Regions from separate parts of the Mus musculus genome. Here regions 2, 3, 4, 5 and 6 are each linked to region 1. The links are chromatin contacts, called in public HiChIP or PLAC-seq and promoter capture Hi-C maps. All regions are on one chromosome and are shown on one strand. The core of a region is the stretch at or near the end of the contact, and the rest is flanking DNA. Distances in the headings are between cores, read along the strand shown.

What was found. HiChIP or PLAC-seq counts read pairs in DNA pulled down with a chosen protein or histone mark. Capture Hi-C pulls out chosen DNA fragments and counts their contacts.
Region 2: a contact with region 1 is called in an H3K27ac HiChIP or PLAC-seq map of microglia, with 6 times the contacts expected there. The contact joins the promoter of Ldlr here to the promoter of Kri1 in region 1. A contact is called at or near these places in 2 of 484 Hi-C or Micro-C datasets (both in embryonic stem cells) and 5 of 115 datasets of contacts at active chromatin or transcription factors (astrocytes, bone marrow-derived dendritic cells, memory CD8 T cells and 2 more).
Region 3: a contact with region 1 is called in a promoter capture Hi-C map of liver, with 2.2 times the contacts expected there. The contact joins the promoter of Angptl6 here to the promoter of Kri1 in region 1. A contact is called at or near these places in 1 of 39 promoter capture datasets (pre-B cells), 1 of 15 datasets of contacts at CTCF or cohesin (the NIH/3T3 cell line), 1 of 484 Hi-C or Micro-C datasets (CD8 T cells), 2 of 115 datasets of contacts at active chromatin or transcription factors (CD8 T cells and embryonic stem cells) and 3 of 9 other capture datasets (liver, macrophages and pancreatic islet).
Region 4: a promoter capture Hi-C map of pancreatic islet shows a contact between it and region 1. The contact joins the promoter of Dnmt1 here to the promoter of Kri1 in region 1. A contact is called at or near these places in 3 of 484 Hi-C or Micro-C datasets (embryonic stem cells and regulatory T cells), 2 of 115 datasets of contacts at active chromatin or transcription factors (embryonic stem cells and pancreatic cancer cells) and 2 of 9 other capture datasets (adipose tissue and pancreatic islet).
Region 5: a promoter capture Hi-C map of liver shows a contact between it and region 1. The contact joins the promoter of Smarca4 here to the promoter of Kri1 in region 1. A contact is called at or near these places in 4 of 484 Hi-C or Micro-C datasets (CD4 T cells, forebrain and muscle stem cells), 4 of 115 datasets of contacts at active chromatin or transcription factors (the SCID.adh cell line, embryonic stem cells, fibro-adipogenic progenitors and 1 more) and 3 of 9 other capture datasets (adipose tissue, embryonic stem cells and liver).
Region 6: a contact with region 1 is called in an H3K27ac HiChIP or PLAC-seq map of microglia, with 6 times the contacts expected there. The contact joins the promoter of S1pr2 here to the promoter of Kri1 in region 1. A contact is called at or near these places in 2 of 39 promoter capture datasets (cranial neural crest and neural stem cells), 1 of 484 Hi-C or Micro-C datasets (muscle stem cells) and 3 of 115 datasets of contacts at active chromatin or transcription factors (CD8 T cells, the SCID.adh cell line and microglia).

What each region holds. Positions count from the first base shown.
Region 1 is chr9:21,286,125-21,289,789 of GRCm38.p6, forward strand. It overlaps Kri1 (KRI1 homolog), which reads right to left and starts at 1,845. Exons shown (of 19, transcript NM_145416.3): 1 at 1,736-1,845; 2 at 1,575-1,648; 3 at 455-560. The coding sequence starts at 1,829. Cdkn2d (cyclin dependent kinase inhibitor 2D) reads right to left here. Exons shown (of 2, transcript NM_009878.3): 2 at 2,339-3,208. The coding sequence ends at 2,849.
Region 2 is chr9:21,721,775-21,725,439 of GRCm38.p6, forward strand. Ldlr (low density lipoprotein receptor) reads left to right here and starts at 1,802. Exons shown (of 18, transcript NM_010700.3): 1 at 1,802-2,070. The coding sequence starts at 2,004. It overlaps Gm26511 (a long non-coding RNA gene), which reads right to left and starts at 1,582. Exons shown (of 4, transcript XR_001779098.2): 1 at 67-1,582.
Region 3 is chr9:20,878,062-20,881,726 of GRCm38.p6, forward strand. It overlaps Angptl6 (angiopoietin-like 6), which reads right to left and starts at 1,649. Exons shown (of 6, transcript NM_145154.2): 1 at 1,542-1,649; 2 at 1-542. The coding sequence starts at 533.
Region 4 is chr9:20,951,213-20,954,877 of GRCm38.p6, forward strand. Dnmt1 (DNA methyltransferase (cytosine-5) 1) reads right to left here and starts at 1,767. Exons shown (of 39, transcript NM_001199431.1): 1 at 1,496-1,767. The coding sequence starts at 1,575.
Region 5 is chr9:21,614,302-21,617,966 of GRCm38.p6, forward strand. It overlaps Smarca4 (SWI/SNF related, matrix associated, actin dependent regulator of chromatin, subfamily a, member 4), which reads left to right and starts at 1,868. Exons shown (of 34, transcript NM_001174078.1): 1 at 1,868-2,099.
Region 6 is chr9:20,974,925-20,978,589 of GRCm38.p6, forward strand. It overlaps S1pr2 (sphingosine-1-phosphate receptor 2), which reads right to left and starts at 1,869. Exons shown (of 2, transcript NM_010333.4): 1 at 1,674-1,869.

The DNA of each region.
Region 1 (3,665 bases), core at 595-3,094:
TTTTTTTTTTTTTTTTTTTTTTTTTTTTTTGGTTTTTCGAGACAGGGTTTCTCTATATAGCCCTGGCTGTCCTGGAACTCACTCTGTAGACCAGGCTGGCCTCGAACTCAGAAATCCACCTGCCTCTGCCTCTGCCTCCCGAGTGCTGGGATTAAAGGCGTGTGCCACCACCGCCCGGCTGCCCACCAGTTTCTATCCTGTGATTTCTCAGGATAAAGCTCAGGTCTTCAGCTTAGCATGGCAACTGCTTTACCAACCCACCCCATTCCCAGCCTTTCTGGGTTTTTTGACACAGGATCTCATTATGTAACTCAGCCTGGCCCTGAGCCCTGAGTTATCAGCCTCCTGAGTACTGATTATGGGTTATACACTGCCACTCTGGGAAGGCATACACTTCATTCAACAACTCAATTCCATCCACACTACGACACTTAGAGAAGATCCCCCGCCCCACCTGTTCTCTGATAGAAGGTAGCATCTTTCTGGTAAATTCGAGGGTCCTTCTTCTTCAGCAAGGACAGAGTCCTGTAAAAGTCTCTCTCCTGCTGGGGATCAAATTCCTAGAGCAGGAAAAGGAAGTAGGGTTGACTTCAGGAGGAAGTTGGGACACATGCAGGTAGGGTGGTGACATATGAGAACAGGCTTCAGCAGGGCCCAGCAACCTTGAGGCCTGAGTGGAGGGGAGGGAGGAAAGGAGGAGAAGCATACACAGTGCTGTGTCTGGGCAGCTGTGGCTTTGACAAGAGTAAAGGAAGCGTTGGGCAGAGAAGTGCAATCTCAATAGGACACTGGAGCCCCACGTGGTGTACTAGATACTGCCACATCAGACTCTTGCGTTTAGGAGTGGAAATGTGGTTCCTAGGGACCACTAATCAGGATGGTGAGGTATCTGTGGTGATGGAGGATAAAGTGAAGATAAAGTAGACAGGATATGACAATCTCTAGGCATAGGGAGGGCTCTACTGGGTTAGTGGAGGAGTTCTGATGGGAAGTCTGGAGCCACATCTGGATAGTAGTGAGGATTTGGTATCTCCTAGATATTGTCACCCAATGGATGAGGGTGTGGACCTAGATGTTCTTATAGGACCCTATGAGATTAAGATAAGGTGCTCGGTCCTTCTGGGGAAATAGGAAGGATTTGGTAAATCCCTAGATACAAGGGAAATGGTGCTTGTTACTCAAGGGATTTAGATGCAATACATGGGGTTAGGGTCAGACTCCCGCTGTATATATAAATTGGGGTGCTCTAGGAGTCTTGCGGCTAAGTTAGCAAAGTAGGTAAATTCAGTGACCACCAGGAAGGGCCTATCTGTCACTTAAGGGATGGGGAGGGAAATCAAGAACATCCCCATAGGGTAAGGCACCTCTGTGCATCCAACTGAGAGCTCAGTGGTTGGGAGGCTTGGAGTCTCTTCCAGAAAGGAGGATGTATTTGGCGATCCCTGAGTTGAGGAGGGTACTGCCTGTCACTCTACGCATGGGGGCGGGTCCTGAAGACTCCGGGACAACCAAGCCCGGTTAGGGAAAGCCCCATGTACATGGGTAGGACGCGAAGCCGGGTTGCGGAAGCTCACCACATGCTCATCGCTGGAGTCAGACTCGGAACTGGAGTCGCCACCGACGTCCGGATCTCCATAGCGATCTTTCACTGTGGAATATACACGGGGTTCCTCATAGCTACCATCACCAGACCCAGTTCCCCACACCTTGGCCTGCGCAGGCGCCCCTCACTCACGTCGCTGAAGTTCCTCACGCTCGCGGTAACGGCTGTAGCGCGCAGCAAACGCTGCGTTCACCTTTAGGCACCCAGAGGCGCGCGGTTCCGGCATGGCGGCTGTGAGACCTAGCGCGCACGCGTGCAACCGCCCCTCCGGGGTGTGGCTTCTCTCCGGCACGCCCCCTGAGGGCTTTTCTTAAGGAGCATGTCCACTGCAGACGCAGTTTGCTCCACCCTCCGTTCTTCCAGGATCCCGTAGGCCTTTTGCTCAGCAGGCCACACCCACCGGGACAAGCCTCTGCGGGGAAAGGCCACAAGCCACCGCCCACCCTTCTCCACCCTGACGGCTCCCGGCACCCAGCTGACATCTGGGGGCCCCTTTCTACACTCGCGGTTTCCTGCCTCTCTTCCGTTCCGACAGCACCCGACCGCTGCCCCACCCAACTCAGTTACCCTGACGCCCTGGGAATGACCGTGTCGACAACCCCAGCACCCTACACCATCCATAGTCCCATCCTACCCTCCGAATACCCACCCCATTCCAGACTCCTAAATCTGAAGTCATCATCGCTGTCTTAGTTTAATGGGCCAAAACATAAAATAATCACACAAAACAATTTCTTTCCATAAAGCAATAAATATTTATATTTCAAACTCTGTACAACAGACTGGAAACCTTCCAAGAAAGAAAAATGAACTCATGTTATCCTTTTAATTGATTTGAAATGCTTTCCCTTCCCCCTCACATGCCCAAAGTAGATGGCTCACACTTCAGGGCTCTCTGAGCACAGCCTGCCAAGGTCACCAGCTTCCAAGGGGCCCGGGAAGTGATGACCTCACTCTGAGGCTAGGGCTTTAAACCCCTGCCCTGGTGCAGCCCCAGTGCAGAGGAAACTGAACCGTTTAGATGGCTGTTGCCTGTAGGAGCCCCTTCTTTGTCCAACACACCAAAAGGGGTGAGAAAAACAAATGAGAAACACCCCCCAAACACACACACTCAAGAAATCAACACCAATAAACCACAAACTGCTCCTCCCACTCCCTTCTTCAATGGACAGGTGTGAAAAGAGAAAGTTTCTTTCCTCTTTTGTTGACAAGTAACCCAGTAAGGCTGGAGACAGTGGCCTTGGGTCACATTGGGATCATCATGTGCCCCTGCAGAATGTCCATGAGGTTCTGAGCCCCTCTCTGCCGAGCCAACTCCAGGGGAGTGAGACCGGAAGCGTCCCTGTGGTGGAGATCAGATTCAGGAGCTAGGAAGCTGACCACGGAGCTATGGCCCTCTCTTATCGCCAGATGGATGGGGAGCGACCCAGTGCTGTCCAGGGCATTGACATCAGCACCATGCTCCACCAGAACCTTCAGGGTGTCCAGGAACCCGGTGCGAGCCGCATCATGCACAGGACTAGTACCGGAGGCATCTTGGACATTGGGGCTGGCACCTTGCTTCAGGAGCTCCAAAGCAACTGCTGGACTTCCAAACATCATGACCTATGGGGGTGGGGAGGAGAAAGTCAGGAGGTTCCCATTGGAGAAGGGTCAGGTAGAATAAAGAGGTCTACCACAAATCCAGAGCACAGAGAAGGGATCCTTAGGGAATGGGGACGCCCCCAGGAAAGTCAGGACCCAAGGGATCAGACTGGGACCCCAGAGAACAGGTTCTTTGAAAATAAGGACACCCCCACACACACACCTTCTAAGCCCCACCCCCATCCTTGTCGGAGACAGGATGTCTTTCTGGATGTCCTGGAATTCTCTCTGTAGACCAGGTTGGTCTCAAATTCTCAGAGATCCACCTGCATCTGCCTCCCAAGTGCTGGGATTAAAGATTAAGTGCTGGATTAATTTGTGTCACTACTGTGTAGCCCAAAGTTCTCTTAAGAACAACAACACAACAACAAAAAGCCCTAACTATAAAAGTGACTCTCATGAAAACATTAAAAAGCCA
Region 2 (3,665 bases), core at 552-3,051, 440 kb after region 1:
AGAGAGACCCTGTCTCAAAAACAAACAAACAAACAAACAAACAAAAACCGAGAGAAATCAACTCACAAAAGCAGCTTTTTACACCTTTCTGTCTTCTGGCTTCTACTATCTGTGTAGCTGAGGCTATCCTCATGGTCCTCCTGCCTCCCTCGGGGAGTGCTGAGACCACAGATTGTGACAACAGGCTTGGTTTACGTGATGCTGGGGACGAAGCCAGGTACCCTACCAACCCAATGCAGTGTGTCCCGTTCTCTCTCCTGTCTCACGGTTCAGCTTCTGGTAGTTTGTTTTGCATTATGTATTATTTACTTTTTTATTACTGCCTGTGACACATCACAATATGAATGTGCAGGTCACAGGGACGAGTTCTCTCCTCTCATGTGGGTCCTCGGATTTGAACTCACATCAGGTCAGTCCTGGCTGCATGCACTAAGCCAACACACTAGCCCTGGTTTGTTCTGCAGGGAGCTAGGCAGGGACAGAATCTGAGTCCCTTTTAGAAAATCCCTAAGCCTTTGATTCATCAAAACTTCTCTATCCATGGCAGACAGCCTTCTGGTTTAGCCATCCAGTGTCAAGAGGGGAAAAAGGCCACATGTGGTTGGTTTTGCTTCGAGGGAAGAGATGCCCTTCTGTGTGTTCAACTCCTTGTAACAGGATAAAGCGGTACCAGCAGGTGCCTAAGGAAATAAACCAAAAATCAACATTTCTGTCAACACAGGAAGGAACCCATTGATTCTCAGATGAATTATTTAAAATAATTTCAACTTTAGCTTTGAAACAGGGTCTCTTGACAGGTGGTAGTGGGGTGGTAGTAAACACTCAACATTTAATCCCAGCACTCAGGAGTTAGAGGCAGGCAGATCTCTGAGTTCTAGGCCAGCCTGGTCTACAGAGTCCAGGACAACCAGGGCTACACAGAGAAACCTTGTCTTGAAAAACAAAACAAACAGAAACAGAAACAAAACAAAAGAAGAAAAGGAAAGAAAAGAAAGAAAGAAGGAAAGAAGAGGAGGAGGAAACAGAATCTGTGTAGCCCAGGCTAGTCTGGAACTTGCTGTCCAGACCAGTTTGGACTTTGCTCACAGAGATCTGCCTGCCTTCTTCCTAGTTTCAGTGTTACCATATCTTGCTATGGAATTCTTCCATTAATAATTATAATTATTCTAACTACTGGGTCCTACCCCCCAAACCAAGTAATGTTTCTTCTTTCTAATTAATTAATTAGTACAGGGGAGTGTGTGTGGAAGTTAGAGGACAATTTGCTGGAGTTGGTTCTGGTTCTCTCTCCTTCCAGTATGTGGATCCCTGGGATCAAACTCAGGTCTTCAGGCTTGCACCCTCACCCACTGAGCCAACTCGCTCACCCGCACACGCCGCCGCGTTTTATATACATTTCTCGCTGAGTGTTTGTGTTTATGGACGGATCCAGATAAAACCTGCAACTGTACTTGGGTCAGAAATCTATGTGCCCATTCCTAGACAGGAAAGCAAACTTGCTGCAAGAAGTGTAGGGGTCGGGGGTGGGAGGGGGCTTCGCATACTTCTGTTTTGCTTTGGAGGTGGAAAGGAAAGCGTCAGAAGGCGACCCAGGGTGTGGAAGGGCGTGGGTCGTCCCTTGAACACTCAAACAGCAACGCGGGCGGCTAAGTGTCCGGGAAGCGGTGAAATTCTGTGGGAGGAATTTGAGGAACTTCCCACTGCTGCGGGAGCTTCAGGGGTTAAAAGAGACGATGTCACATCGGCCGTTCCAAGCTCCTCCCCGCTCAGTGAGGTGAAGATTTTTGAAAATCACCCCATTGCAGACTCCTCCCCCGCCTGGAAACCTCGCCCCTAGTACTGGGAATGACTCTGGGCGTGCGGCGTAGTTTGCAGCCGGGACACCGTGAGGCTTGCGAGCCCAGATTCGCAGCCGAGACACCGTGGGGCCCGCGATCCAGTGTTTGCAGCGGGAACATTTCGGGGTCTGTGATCCGAGTGAGGACGCAACGCAGAAGCTAAGGATGAGCACCGCGGATCTGATGCGTCGCTGGGTCATCGCCCTGCTCCTGGCTGCTGCCGGAGTTGCAGGTAAGGCTTTGCGCCAGGAGCCTGCCCGGGGTCAGGGGCAGCCGTCCTGAACTCGGAGAGCCCCGAGTGGTTTTATTTTTGGTCGAGAAATACAACCATTCGTGCGAACTTGATGTGATGTCCTTCCCACGTGGCTGGAGGGAAGTGTTTTGGAAATAGGGTGCCAGAGCTGTAGGGGGTCAGAGTGGGTTTGGGGAGTCCGGTGGGTGCTCTCCCAAGTCAGAGGTGTCTTTCAGAGCTATGTGTGAGGGAATCCAAGAGGAGGGGTCCCATCATTCGTTTTAAGGGCTGGGGAGACCCAGGCCCAGCTGTTCAACTTTGGGGTCGCTAGTCGTAGTTACAGGACTTGGGGGTCTCCACACTGCACTCAAACCCGGCTACTGCCGCGTGCCCCAAAACTCCGCCCTAACCCCACCTCCCACCGCACCCCCGAGCTCCTATTGGGTGCAGCCGGAACAGGCGAGCCTCGAGCCACTCCCCTCGCCCAATGGAGGAAGAGGATGATGTTCAGGGGCGTGGCTTGCACGACCCTCCCGGGTGGGGTGGGGCTACACATCCGGGCCGGCTGGGTCCTCCTTGTGAGCCTTCAGTCCCTACCTTGTCCCTACTTCCCTGGTTTGGTGCAGATGTGCCTCAGGCAACCCAGACACCCGTAGCTGAGACCATCAGGCAGGGAGGGCCAGGGACCTGGCAAAGACTTTTGCAGGCCTGGTTCGTTCCCACTCTCTGAACGTGTAGGATTGGACAGATCCATAAAGTGGACTTTAGTTTTAGGAGAGGCGTTGGAATTTGGACAGGAAGGGAGATGGTGTTACAATCTCACCAACAACTTCTTTGCAGCACTGGGAAAAGTGCTCCACCTCTCCCTCACTTTATAGACAGGGTCTCATGTAGCCTAGGCTGGCCTATAAGTCACTGTGTAGTCTCTAGCCCCTAATTCTCCTGCCTCAGCTCGGGAGTGTTGGGATGACAGGCATGTGCCACCATGCCTGGATTTGGGGACACCATGGATAGAACCAGGGTCCATGAATGCCTGGGTTACTGCTTTTCTTGCAGTCAGCCTGGCTGGCCAAGAACATTTTAATTGCTTTTTCCTCCTCAGAACCAGCTTCGGTTCTGACCCCACAGGAGCTTGGCAGGAGTGCCCTTCAGTTAGCTGTGAGTAGCTGTCAACTGGACAATCCCTGGGGATGCTTCCTTGAGACAGCCTGGCTGAGCTGGGCATCCTGGGGCACACCTGTAGTCTCAGCACCTGGAAGGCAGAGGCAGGTGGATTCCTGTGATTTCCAGGGCAGGCAGGGCTATACAGTGAACCCTGGACTAAGAGAGAGGGAGAGGGGAGAGGTTGAACACTGAGACAAACACTTAGCTATCCTGTTATAATTGTAGACAAGGCTAGACCAGATACCCTGCTCAGCTTGCGTTTCACCCATCATTGCCTTCTTTAACAAGAAGAAAGAAAGAAAACCATTTTATAAAGTCTTGAGCAAGAGCTGAGGTTTCCCATCTCACCGGAAGGCCAAGGGCCCCGGTGCTGGTCTCCCCAGACTCTCATGCTCATAGCAACGACGGTGACTACAGCTTGCTCTATGTTA
Region 3 (3,665 bases), core at 399-2,898, 410 kb before region 1:
CGTTCCGGGCCCGCGCACGCGCGTTGCAGGCGGCCGAGGAGGCTGCTATGCTGGCTCATGAGCTGCGCATGCTCACGGAGCTGTGCGTCCAGCTGCTGCAGGCGTGCCGTCGTCCGGCGCGCTTCGGCCTCAGCGTCCAGCGCGCGCTCGGCTAGCAAACCAAGTGCAGCAGCAGGCTCCGCCCCCAGGTCAGGCTCCGCCCTCGCCTCCTGCTGCAATTGCGCGCGCAGCTGGCCCAGGCGCGTGTTCAGGGTGAGACTGTGCTCGCGCAGTGCGCGCACCTCGTCCGCGAGCGCACCACCCTCCGCCGCACGCCTTTGCAGCGCGCGCAGCAGCTCCTCGTGGCGACCCAGGCGCATGCGCAGCGTGGCCAGTTCGCTGTCTTGGGTGGCTTCTGAGCTCCTGCAGACGGCGCTAGTTGCCTTCTGCGGGGACAAAACTAGGGTGACGCGGCAACGCGCGGCACCTCCGAGCGCCCTCCAAGCGCCCAGCAGAAGCAGCAGTTGCAGCTTGCGTAGCCTGGCGGTCCCCATGGCCGTCACCTGCAGTGAAGAGGAAAGAGACTACTGTTTTAGCCTAGACGGGTCCCAAAGCTCCAAGGTAGCCAAGGAGAGCTAAAGTATTGATCCCTGGGCGTCACTTCCTACGGTTGTACTCCACAACAGAGCTGGGCTGCAGCTCGCAGCGCAGATTGTCCGTTTACCACAGTTCATACAACAACCAGAATCATTTTACACCCCAAATCCCTCTCCATCCTCGGTTCCGGACACTTGGACCTGGTCACCTCTCCCCTCAGAACCTTCGGTGGCCCCCACTTAAAGAGAAAACTTCCATTTTGCGTGGGGGGCGGGGCGTGCAGGGGATGGAACATCCATCACTCATGCTGGGCCCCTCTTTTCTAATTTGAGACATGGTGTCACTAGTAGCCCAGTCTGTTACCGAACTAGGTTAGGATGCTACTGCCTGGGCCTCTTCATCCCTAGATGGCTTGTGTGTGCCACCATACCAGGTTAATATTCGTGACTCCCCACTCCTGCCCTGCAGAATTCACACCCAGGGCCCTATGCCACCACTCCCAGGCACTCGGGCACACACTTGGACCTGCTCAGAAGAAACCACAAGTGCAAAGGTCCTGGAATTGGATCTCATTTCAGATGTGCTGAAAAGAAGACATAGCAAAGAGGCCTGTGGGGTGGCATAGAAGGGAAGTGAGAGAGCCGTGGAAACTTCTGAGCTAGAGGCAAGGTACATCAACTACAGTGGCTGCTCATCAGGCGTCAGCTCCCAAGCACTGGGCAGTCTTGGGCACATGTGGCCGCCTTCGTTGGCAAGCTTGGAGTAAATGAGAGACCTGGGAGCCTCCCTGTGCCCCCCCACACACAACGTATACACACACACACACACATACACATACATACATACGCACATACATATACATGCACATACATAGACAACATACATACACACCCGTACACACACAATCAAGACCAGATGCACTCTACAAACAGCATCTACCTACATCCACTCCTACCCACTCTCACCTCTCACAGCCCAGACGCTGGCTCCAGTGAGGTTTGCGGCAATTCCACAAAATCTGAGGAAGGCCTGAAGGACCAGGACGAAGGACCGGGAGTCCTTCTGGGTGAGTATCTGGGTGCAGGAGACTGAAAAGACAGAAGCCGAGAGAAGACTTGGAAACCACCCATCCCCCAGAGCATGGATGGAGCCTGGGAGCACAGCAAGTGTAAATATTTAGTATTTCCAGTGTGAGAACCCTGGGCAGAATAGCCAGATCCCCTTGCCCAGGCCTCCGGAGCATGATAACAGAGGCCACTGCCCTACGAGTCTCTTCCTTTCTCTCAGGCTCACAGAGCATGGGAGGCCCTAGGCCCTGGTAGACTTGTGGGCTCCAGACTCAGACAACCATGACAATGATGATGTATCAGTGAGTACCCTGATGCCTGGCGCTGGGGACACCCTTAAAGGGGTAAAACTTTCTCATTTAACCCCAGCAGCCAGTAGAGGTGTGAGCCCCTGCCTAGAATCCCCCAGTGAGGGGCTGGGGGTGTAGCTCAGTAGTAGGACACTTACAAAGTCCTTGGTACCCAATATTGCCAGAAGAAACAAAACCTTAGGATGTGGTAGCACAGACTTAATCACAGTACCTGGGAGGCAGCAGCAGTTGGAGCTCTGTGAGTTCCAAGCCAGCCAGTGAGCCCCTGTCTTAAAAGGGAGTGGGAGTGGGTGTTAGATCGGAACTGATGAAGGCAACATGGAAATAAAAGCCAGCATCAGCTCAACAGAGCAGGCAGTCCTTTACTAGAGAAATGGAGATTGTACGAGGGGCAGGGGGCTTGGAATGTTAGAGGACACAAAAGGGAACATTGCGGAGGAAGATTTTATCTGAGGGTTGTTTTATGTTGACTTATTAGTCGTTAGTCTTCTCCTGGCTCCTGCCTGCAGATGCTCTCATTACTATGTTGGCTTTCTTGTCAGACAAGATGTTTCTGTCCATATGCTACCCAGCAAGTTTTGGAGCTGTCCGAGGCTCTTTGCTTTAGATCCTTGTCTTAGTCATGGTTCTTCTGCTGTGAAGAGACACCATGACCAACTTATACAAGAAAGCATTTAATTGGGGGCCTGGTTACAGTTTCAGAGGGTGAGTCTATAACCATTATGACAGGGAGCATGGCAGCAGACAGACAGATAGACAAACATGATCCTGGAGCAGTAGCTGAGAGCTTGCATGCTACACATAAGCAGGAAGCAGAGGAGTGACCTTTTTGTTTGGCTTCAGACCCTGGGACAGGGGACAGTGTGTGTGTGTGCACACACACACGCGAGCATGCACATGTTTTGCATACCAAAGCAGACCTGGCTTCTTTTTTTTTCTTTCTTTCTTTTTTGTTTCTTTGGTTTTTCAAGACAGGGTTTCTCTGTGTAGCCCTGGCTGTCCTGGAACTCACTTTGTAGACCAGGCTGGCCTCAAACTCAGAAATCCGCCTGCCTCTGCCTCCTGAGTGCTGGTATTAGAGGCGTGCGCCACCACTGCCCAGCTCAGACCTGGCTTCTAAGTTCTCCCAGCATCCCTCAGTCCCAACCTGGCACACCCTGCCCCCAATCCTGCAACCAGAATCTTCTGCGGCAAAGCTTTTATTGCTTACTTATCAGGAGGGAAGACCCCGAACCGGGGAAATGGCGCTGCTTGTATAGCCCACAGCGTGACGTTTCAGCACCTGATGTGGTGTGACAGCTCCTGATTCGTTGCTCGCCCATCACCCCATTACTACACTGCGAGATGGGCAGTGATAGGCGTGAGTTCACTCTTGCACTTGCGCATAAGGCTTGTTAACTAGTTAGGCGCAGTGGAAGCCAGTGCCATTTTATAATGGCGATTGCTCATGGCACGGCTCTCCACATCTCCCCCTTTTTATTTTATTAAAATTTGAGGCTGGTCTAGGCCTCTGCAGTCATGTCCATCTATTGTGGCTCCTGTCTTAGGTCATTCCTCCAGGAATGACAGGTTACCCTATGACAGGTCAGTCCTTTCCTGTCATAGGGTAACCCTATCGCCACGGGGTCCCGTGTCTTAGGTTGGTCTGTGCATGAGGAAAGTTGCCCGTCTCTGAATACCGCAGTACTGTGTGACAGTAACTGCTAAATGA
Region 4 (3,665 bases), core at 517-3,016, 330 kb before region 1:
AAAAGAAATCTGTTGAGGTGTCTCACAAAGGCTTCAGATTTTTATGCCTATACAATCAAAAAACAAGCATTCAAAAAACGAACCCAAACCATCATGATGGCACATGTCAGTAATCCCAGCACTGAGAAGACACAGGCAGAGAGAGAGAGAGAGAATCCCAGGCCAGTCTCCAATACAAGTGAAAGGGCTGAAGGTGTAGCTCAGTACAGAGCTTCAGGTCCAACCCTGGGGGCGAGCTGGGGGCAGGGGTGTTTGACAAGGGGAATTCAGCCGCTTCTCCCACTTTATCCCCCAAAGCTCAAATGGGAATCGGCCTGGCATCACCCCAGTAAACTAACCCCCGGGATAGCAAAAGCAGACTCAGAATCGGGTTGGGATGTGTCCAGCACTAGCAGGGCACCTATGACTAATGCTCAATGACGCGCGGGACAAGCTTTCAGGAATGAACGGATTGACGATGCCCTTCTGGAACAGGAAGCGGGATCCAGTGTTCCCGCCAATCCTTGCACACAGCCGTCCTCATGGAGGCGTGGAAGGTACTAGTGGAGGGCCCATTACCCAGGTCTTCCTTGATTGCTTGGGGAGGGGGGGGGGAGAGGGGGGATTCATATGCACTGAAATGGGGGACTTTACCTGCCATCCCTCACTCCTCGAAATAAACACTGGACAATGTAAAAAGCTTCCTCGATGGCGCCAGGACCGAAAGAACTGGTTTACAGGGGCTAAAATAATAGGGCGGGGGCCGAGACATCTCACTACCATTCATCTTTCCTTCCCCCTGATAAACACTTTGAATGGAGTTAAAGGTTTCCTCGATTGCTCTGGGATCTCGGGACAGAGTTATGTCACTGCCAAAGTGGAGGGCCCATTCTGCAGCACCAGCTCTTTCCAGGCAGAGTCTCTTTGATAGCTCCAGGATCGCAGGAGCTCCTTTACGTTAGGATGAAAACAAAACAAAATCCCACGAGGGCTTCAAGCTGCCCAGGCCCGGCCCGGCAGGATGAGAGAGAAAAGGTCCTAGGACTTGACAGCGGGGCTGGGAAGGAGGGCCCTTCTGAACCAGGGCCAGGGGAACCGGCGGAGGGACCCTCGGGTGGGCGCGGCGGGATCTGCAGGGCACCGGAAGTGGAGGCTGGAGCGGAGTGGGGGCTTCAGGGTGTCCACAGGCCGGGAGAGGGGCACTTCCTGCACACCCAGGAGCCTGGCTGACCAAAGAGGGGAACCCCTGAGGGTGTCCCCAAGCTTGTTCTATTTCAGAGGGCTGATCCCCTTGCTCCCTCAAGCTCCCAGTCAATGGGCTTGCCAGCACCCCGGCCCCCACCCATTTTGGCGCCAACAGCTAAGGGCACGCGCGACAGGAAGCACAGCCCGCGCCAAACGCTGCCCCGCGCATGCGCGCCCTGGCTGTCAGCGGCCGCAGGGCCACCCGGAGATACCCCCAATATATGCCTCGGCATCGGTCCCGCCCCTCACCCCCACCCTGCGTGGCACCTACCGCCTGCGGACATGGTCCGGGAGCGAGCCTGCCGGGGAGGCAAGCGCAGGCACTCGGGCTGGAGCTGTTCGCGCTGGCATCTTGCAGGTTGCAGACGACAGAACAGCTCTGAACGAGACCCCGGCTTTTTCGCGCGCGCGGAAACCAATTGGGAGGGGGCGGCGCAAGCGGAAGCAGCATGTACCACACAGGGCAAGAGAGTGGGGGAAGACCATGCTATGCCCGAAGGGAGTGCGCATGCGCGCAACGGAGGCACCCACACCTCCTGGCTATAGTGGGCTCGTCCGTGCTGCGACTGGCGCCACCCACCTCCCCCTTGCCTGAAGAGGTGGCTCGGCACTTGAGAGCAGGTAGTGCTGCTCTTGCAGAGGATGACTCTGGTTTGCTTGCCAGCACCCGCATCCAGCCGCTCCAAGCCCCTGTAATTCCACTTCCAGGGGGTCCTACAGCCTCTTCTGGCCTCTATGGGCATTGCACTCACATGCACAAACACAACTTTAAAAAAAAAAAAATCTTTTGAGTCTGGCAGAGGCTGTGGCATGCATGCATTTGATTCCAGCACTCAGAATGCAAAAGCCAGAGGATCTCTGTGTATTGAGCCTGGTCTAAAAACAAAATCTTCTTGAAAAAGGAAAAAGGTAGGCGGTGGTGGCGCATGCCTGCAGTCCCTTACACTAAGGAGGCAGAGGCAGGCAGATCTCAGTTTGAGGTCAGCCAAGTCTATACAGTGGAGTTCTAGGACAGCCAGAGCCACACAGAGAAAGCCAGTCTCAAAACAAAACAAACAAAAGTGGGCTTGTCTGCGCAGTGGCTAGCTTCCTCCCTGGAGAGCACCCACCCACATCCAGCCACTCGAAGCCCTGTAACTCCACTTCCAGGGGAAGGCCGCTGTGGACACTGCTCTTAAATGCACCAACAATTTTTTAACCCAAGATAGGCTTGACTTTACTATCTATACAATAGATAATATGGTTGATCTTAAAGTTCAGACCTCCTGCCTCTCTCTGGTCTTGAGTGATGGATTTATGGGTATGCCCCACTGTAACTACCATCTTCACTGGAAGATGAAATGTGTGGTTCTGTAGTGTCTAACTATATGTCCATGATCCATATTTCTGGAACTTACATCTTCAGAAGGAGAAACTATAGGCATAACTCTATCCCCCTCCCCTTCTGCTCATCTTTTGTTACCATTTTGGTAAGAAATACATGAACCCTTAAACAAAAGGCCTCCCGTCTAACCCCATCTTCACCCCCTTGTCCTCTAAAACGACCATGAGCACACCATCTGGACTCTTCCTCAGTGGCTTCATCTATCAGAGCTGAAATCACCTCCTTAAAAAGATAATTCAGAAGTGAACTGGACCAATATACCAATGAAGTAGTATAGTGGTAAGGCCAGGAACCACTTCTGCCATCTGGGTTTAATAAAAAAAAAAAAAGCAGATCGCAGAGAAATGATATTTTCTATTTACCTTCCACATGGTATGGAAGGATTTAGAATATACAGTTCAACAGCAGAATATTAACCTCACAGCAGAAGCCTTGGGAGTCATCCCTAGCACCAGATGAATAAAAGAATGACCGAGGACCAGAAAGACAGCTGAGAGAACTGAGCCAGAAGTAGTCTCCCTCTGACCATGTGTGTAAGTTGACATCACATACCCACGCACATGTACACAAATGTGAAATTGTTAAAGAACTTTTCCCAACAAACCTAACTTTAAAAATCCTGAGGCACTGGGGATGGAGAGATGGCTCAGTAGTTAAGAGCACTGACTGCTCTTCCAGAGGTCCTGAGTTCAATTCCCAGCAACCACATGGTGGCTCACAACCATCTGTAATGGGGATTTGATGCCCTCTTCTGGTGTCTCTGAAGACAGCAACAGTGTACTCATATACATAAAATAAAAAAAAAAAAAAAATCCTGAGGCAGGCATGATAAAAGACATCTATTCTAGCACTTAGCATCTAATGCAGGAAGATTGGGAGATTGGAGCCAGCCTCATTACATAGTGAGATTCAGGACCTTGTCTAAAGGAGAGACAGACAGACAGACAGATAGACAGACAGACAGAGACACAGACAGAGAAAGACAGGGAGAAGAAAGGAGAGAAGAGCCCAGCGGTAGTGGTGCACACCTTTAATCCTAGCACTTGGGAGGCAGCGG
Region 5 (3,665 bases), core at 618-3,117, 330 kb after region 1:
GAGAGAGAGAGAGAGAGAGAGAGAGAGAGAGAGAGAGAGAATATTCTAGTATTCCTAGTACTCAGGCGAAGCTCCTGAGTTGGAAGCAGTTCTGGCCCCCGAGAAGTGTTGGGAACGGAATGGAGGTCCTCTGCAAGGGCAAGTGCTCTTAACTGCTGAGCCACCTATCCAGTCACCAAAATTTATTTTTTTGAGAAAATTTATTTTTTTGAGAAAATCTCATTATGTAACCTTGGCAGGCCTGGAACTCACTATGTGGATAAAGTTGGCCACAAACAAAGATCAGCTTGGTGAGATTAAGGACAAATGCCACTAAACTCCGGCTGAAAATAAACCTGAAAACCAGAACTGAGCTGTGTGTGTTGGGGGTGGGGTGGGGTGGGGGGTGGTGGTGGGGAAGCAGAGGCAGGTAGATGTCAGTTCGAGGTCACCCTGGTCTCAGGATCCAGTTCCAGGTCAGCCAGAGCTACACAAAGAAACTCTGTCCTCGAAAAACAAAAACAAAACAAAACAACCAAGCGAAAATACCATGATAGTTTGCCAGTCTTGGTATCTTGGGTCTGTAACCCTAGCGTTTAAGAGGCAGTAGCAGGCCAGTGATTTAATGGCCTGAAACATTCTTTTTTGTTCTTTGTGGCAGAAAACACCCTTTTGTTTGTTTACTTAGAGAAGGTCTCACTTTGTATCCATGGCTGCCCTGGAACCTCACTATGTAAAAGACCAAGCTGGATTGGTACATGCATGCAGCACTCAGGAAGGAAGATGTCTGAGTTCGAGGCCAGCTTAGTCTAGAGCAAGTGCCAGGACAGCCACGGCTACACAAAGAAAACCCGTCTTAAAAAACTAAAGACAGCCGGGCGTGGTGGCGCACGCCTTTAATCCCAGCACTCGGGAGGCAGAGGCAGGCGGATTTCTTGAGTTCGAGGCCAGTCTGGTCTACAGAGTGAGTTCCAGGACAGCCAGGGCTACACAGAGAAACCCTGTCTCGAAAAACCAAAAAAATAAAAACAAACAAACAAACAAACAAACAAACCATAAAGACACACAACAAAAACAAGTAACACCTTGGTAACAAACTCAAGAGATCCACCTGCCTCTGCCTCCCGAACACTACCAAATATTTTAAAAACTCAACCAGAGGCATGAATCTACAGATTTGGACAGAGTTCTATGCTCCAAGGCTAATGGCTTTCTTGGAAATCAGAAGTTAAATTGTGAATATGGCTGTTTCTACCTCACACTCTGTATTTTACTTATTCATTCGGTTGCCTCCCCACAGACTGTAATAGAGGGCAGCAAGTAGCCGATAGCAGCTCAATAAATATTTGTAAAGCTAATTACTGGGCCTCAGCAGGTTCTGCAGGAAATGTGGCCAGGGCAGAGTCTTGCAGAGCAGGCAGGGCAGCGCCAGAACCAGGATCAAAGCGTTTCCCGGGCCTGCACTTAGCACCGCGTGGGCTCTGCCGGTCCTGGGATAGCTTGGCCATCTCTCCGCTTCTCTTTCCTCCCTGGGTGCTCCAACTGCTCCGAGCCTGAGGACTTTAATTTCATCCTTACTATCTCCCATCTGGACCACCCACCCCCTCCCCCAACCTTTAAGCGTCGCCGCAGTGCTACCCCCACTGCGCATGCCTCCCGGCTTGAGGCCCAGTTTCGTGCCTGGGAGGTAGATGTGCGCTTGCGCAGAGCCGCCCCGAGCCCCCCACAGGGGCGGTGCACCAGGATCTTGTGCAGCCTCTGGGCCCGCCCACCTCCTCGCGCCCTCAAAGGACTAGTACGCGTGCGCACAGCGAATGGCTGAGCATGCGCGCAGAGAGCGGAAGGGTGGGCTGGCGCGCGCACGAGGCCGGCCGGGCAGCGGAAGCAGGGCAAGTGGAGCGGGTAGACAGGGAGGCGGGGGCGCGCGGCGGGCGCGTGCGGTGGGGGGGGGTGGCCTGGCGAAGCCCAGCGGGCGCGCGCGCGAGGCTTTCCCACTCGCTTGGCAGCGGCGGAGACGGCTTCTTTGTTTCCTGAGGAGAAGCGAGACGCCCACTCTGTCCCCGACCCCTCGTGGAGGGTTGGGGGCGGCGCCAGGAAGGTTACGGCGCCGTTACCTCCAGGTAAGGAATGGAGGCTCCCGGGCGGAACCAGGCTCCCGGGGCTTGGGCAAGACGGTTTGAATGAAGCGGAGGCGCCGGGAGGGGGAGGGGGCAGCTGGGCGACCAAAGCGGGGTCGCGGTACGGCGGCGCCTGAGGGTCAAGAAGCCCTGCGCGCGCGTCTCAGGCCGCAGTGCAGCGAGACCGCGGCGGCTTCCTGACTGTGGCCGGCGAGGCGGGTGGCTCTGGGCCGCGTGAAGGCCGCGCGCGCGTTCTCGTAGGGTCTTGGACAAAGCTTCTTCCCTTTGGCGTTTCAGAGATCCAGATCCCCCACTTTAATTTCTGTGGACCCCAACTTTGAACAGTGGCTAGGTGTCGTGGGCTTTTCTGGCCTCGTTTGTAACGGGTGGGATCCCAATGCCCTGTGGTCGGGCGTCGGGAGCAACATTTTTACCTCAGTTATTGATGCCCAGTGTAGCTTGGACACAGTCATGAGCCCTCTTCGGTCTCCAGACCTTACTTTCTTCATGTTTATTATTTTTTTTTTTGATAAATTTCATTATTGCAGATTTTGAAGGAAAAATAAAGAATTTCTTCCATGGCTTCAAAATGTTTGCCTAAAAAGTGAAAGATGCCTGGGGACGTTTGCTCTCGGCGGCATTGTTTTTCTTTTGAGTCCCTTGGCCCTTCCCAGTTTTTAAGATAGGGTTTTTTATTTTAAAACACCGAAGGCAAGTGTTTTGTGCGGGTCCGAAGACATCTACTTGATCCCTTTTACCTCCAGTGACTCCTCAGGAACTAGAAACAAGTTTTTGTTTGAACTGACAGACAGCCTTTGAGTTTGATGCCCAGCGCCGGCTGCTGTCAGCTTGCTGTGTGGCCTTAGGCGAAATCGCTAATCTCGCCAAACCTCTTGGTTTCCTCCTTTGTACAAGGGAATTACTTTCGCTGTTAGGATTGGGAAGAACTAGGCAAATCGTTCCTACATCATCATTATTCTGATTTTGAAGACAGACTCTTATAACCTAGGCTGACATCCAGCTCCTCATGTAGACCAGGCTGGCTTCATCCTCACTTTGCTGCCTCCACCTCCCAAGTGCTGGGATGATGTTCAGCCAGGCTTCCTGCCCTGTTCTTTGTTCTTGACTGGTCCAGCAGATAGTTGAATCTTTTACTTTGTGTTACATGTCTGGTAGGGGAATGGGCAGTAAATATGGGGACGTTTCTCCTTGGCCTGCATGTGTATTAATTCATTAAGAAGTTTTGGGTTTGTTTTGATTCTCCTGGCCCCCTTCTGTTCTCACTGTATAGTCCTGGCTGTCCTAGAACTCTGTTACCGGCTGCCCTCAAATTCACACAGATTGGCCGCCTCTGCCCTCTGAGTACTGGGATTAAACTCTTGCATTAGCAAAGCCCTTAAGGCCACTTATGTTTTATTTTTATTTATTTATTATTTTTTATTTTTTAAGATTTATTTATTATTATATCTAAGTACACTGTAGCTGTCTTCAGACTCTCATTTCGGATAATTGTGAGCCACCATGTGGTTGCTGGGATTTGAACTCAGGACCTTCTAAAAGGCAGTCAGT
Region 6 (3,665 bases), core at 619-3,118, 310 kb before region 1:
GCCCAGGCATACACTAACCTCCCAAGGCCCATTTGAGGTCGAAACCTGCTGTAGTTGCCTCTGGTATATCCTACAGACCCCCTCCCCACCCCCACACAAACACTTTTTCCGGCAGACTATCTTATCTTTGGATTTCATTCGACTGTCACTGTCTAGGCCTTCAGGAACTATCTTCTCTTTTTGTTTTGTTTTTGGGACAGGGTCTTACTGTGTAATCCGGGTTGACCAGAAACTCATTTCGTAGATCAGGTTGGCCTTGAGTTCACAAAGATGCCCCTTAACTCAGTCTCCTGAGCACTGGGATTAAAGAAATAAGGCATTTTACCCAGCACAGCCCACCCCTAATTTCTATCAGAGCATCTGACTTTATCATCGGAAATGATCTTGTTTTCCACAGTATCGTGTGAGGCCAGCTACCAAGTTCACCCTCAGCCTCTCTTGCTTGGTGCAAGCGAGGCAGGCGCATGAATGAATGAAAGAGCCTGAAATTGGGGGGCTCGTTCGCATGCAAAGCATGGGGACATCTCCTGGCAGCACCCCTACCCTACCACTATAGGAAGCTGAAGCCGGGCGCGTCTCCTTGGCGACAGTAAGACCCGCCTGGCTCAGGCAGCACTCTCCAGCTCCTTATCAGGCCGAGGAATGCGTGGTATCCACACTCGCTTGCGCTGGGGCGGCGCCATCTCTCTCTCCTGAGACCCCGACACGCGCGCAGGATGTCCCTATCCTGCACAAAGCAACAGGGGGTGGCCACATTTCTGCACCCCACCAGAGGCCCCCCACATCCAGATTCCTGGGGCACTGGAGAGAGTAACTACAGCTACTTCATTCCCTCCCCCCCCCTCAGTGATGCTCCCATGTTGCCCCGCAGGGGACAGTAGGCTCTGCGGGTGTCGCCTCGGGCATCTAACAACAAGGATAGGGACGGGGGTGGGGAGGTGGAAATCCCCGGGTGAGTCAACCCATGCTCTAGAGGGGGGCGAGGTCCCAACGCCGTGTAGCCCGCGACAACGCGGACTCCACGCCACGCGTGCCTTCCTTCACTCCTACGCCCCATCCCTGAGCTAGGAAAAGGAGACACCTGGACTTTGCAGTTAATGTCCCTTTCCTTCGATACAAAGTGATTCTTCCGAAAGAGAGACTGAAAGAGAGGGGCAACTAACTGGAAACTGAGGCAAAAAACTAGTCTCACAGGCGGTGGGGCGACGGCCTTCGCCGGGGACCCCGCCCATGAACTCTGAAAGCTTTCCCCGCTCGCTCGTCCGTAGCACCTTTCATCCTAGCCGGAGACAGAGAAGAAGGGATGCTGCACCTCTCCCCAACAACCTCACTGCCCCAAACCCTGCTTCCTGAGAACCCCCATCCAGTCTTGCAAAGTCTCCAGCTCAAAGCGCTCGGATTCCGCCTTTCTCTTCAGCGCCAACTTCCTGCCCGAAGGAAGGCGGGGAGCTCAGTCTGGGGGTGCGCCACTGAGTAGGTGGCGAGCTGCCTGGAGTAGTGGGCAGGGGCGCATGGTAGATGATCTGTTCCCTCGGTGCAGCAGAGCCTGGAGCAGCGCGTGCAACGCCTGTACGAGCGCCTGACCCCGGACCGGGCCCCCCAGCTGGGATCTCAGGGTCTCCGTGAACCGCGGCCGCCCAGATCGGAACCTCCCCTCTGCCCCGCGCGCTCACCTGGCTAGGCCGGCCGGGGTCCCTGCCCTGGCCTGAGTGGCCTTGGCGTCTGCGCCCCGGGACAGCCAGTGGTTGGTTTTGGAGACTGTTGGCTGTGCTCGGTCTATGTCCCGGAGTTGGGGACCCAGGACAAGAGAGAGGCGGGCAGAGCCGCTGCCTCCGGCCCCAACTCCCTGCTCGCCCCGCCCTCCTCTCCTCCTCTTTCCGGCGGCGACTTGCAATGAATTCCAGATGTGGCCCGCCAGTTAGCCAGGGCGCGCACGGGGGAAGAGCAGGGCCCCTTTGTCCACACCCCCACACACACACTCCTGCCCTGCTCCTCCCAACCCCCACTCGTGAGAACTGCCGTGGCATGATGTCACGGCCGCGTGACGTCACAGCTCTCTTAACCCAGGTGACCTAGTACTGAAACAACTGTATTCCATTTGGCTTAGCGCCAGGCTAATGCTTGGGACCTGGAAATGGAGGAAATCACACTTACCTACTATGTGAGAACTCAGCAATTCAAGATTAAGCACCTACTATGTGTTTCTACAAGAAATAAATTCCTACACTGTATCATACCCAGCCCCCCAAACAGAAGACTTGGTAAGAACTCCCAGATCCAACTGGGCTTTGTGGCACATATGCCTGTCATTCCAGCATCTGCCACCTGGGAGGTGGGAAGATCAGGAGTTCAGGGTCCTCTTAGCAACCTTAAGCCACTGCCTGCTCAAGACCCTTTCTGAAAAACAACAGGCAGGGATGTGGAGGCAGGTGGTTGAGTGTTTGCCTAGCATGCATCCTCAACACTGCAAAAATATGGAATGGTGGCTTGGGCCTCTAATTCCAAACTTGTGAAGTAGAAGCAGGAGGTTTGTTTTAGAGTTCAAGGCCAATCTGGATCACATGATCCTGTTGGCTCCTTCCCTCCAAACAACTCAGGGTGAAAAAAAAATCCAAAATTAGAGTGAGTGACAGAAGGTCAGCTGTCCAGCTCCACTAGGCAGGGAGGGGAAAGGGCTTGTCTGGAAGCCTGACCTGAGGTCAGTCCCTGGAAGCAAAGTTGGCCTCTGACCTCCACAGGGCACACTGGCATTGCTGCACCTACATTCATTCACTGATACATGTACAATAATAATAAATGCATTTAAAAAAGAATAACAAAACCGGGCGTGGTGGTGCACGCCTTTAATCCCAGCACTCGGGAGGCAGAGGCAGGCGAATTTCTGAGTTCAAGGCCAGCCTGGTCTACAGAGTGAGTTCCAGGAGGCTGTGAGTTGTCAGTGGGTAAGGCCTTGCCTGGGACCCACAAGGTGGAAATTGAGAACCAATTCCTGCAAGTTGTCCTGTGACCTCCAAGGCCTGCTGCTGAGGCACATGCACACACCCACGTACATGTACACACCCACGTGCATGCACGCACATGGGTATAAAGTTAAAATTAATAAATTTTTAAAAGGCGCTAAAGAGGTGCCTCTAATGGTCAAGAGCACTTCCTGCTCTTGCAGAGAACAGAATGTCCCAGCACCCACAGACCTGACAACTTCTGAGTCCAGCCCCAGGGGATCTGACCCTTTCAGCCTCAAGGGCCCGTGTACACACATGCACATACCCACAATTACACATAATTAAAAACAAAAAAAAATAAACACACAAAAGTGTAAATTGCACACCCAAACATAAGCTCCCTAAGAGCGAACAGTGTTTCCCTTGCTGTGTTTAACATTGTGCCTTATGTCGGCATTGAGATGTTTATGGAGGCAGGCGGCTCAGTGTTAGTTACAGTACTTCCTCTCATGCACAGGGCCCTGTGTTCTGTCTCCAACACCCCAAAAATAAATAAGTAAGCGGGTCACTGTTTGCAAGCCTAGCATCCCTGCACTTCAGTGGGTGGAGGCAGGAGGATGGGGAGTCCAAAGCCCTCTTCTGTTCCATAGCAAGTTCTAGGTTTATGACTTGCTAGATAAATTAAGCCTTTCCGCAGGGTACCGGAAGTGGCAGAACAATGGA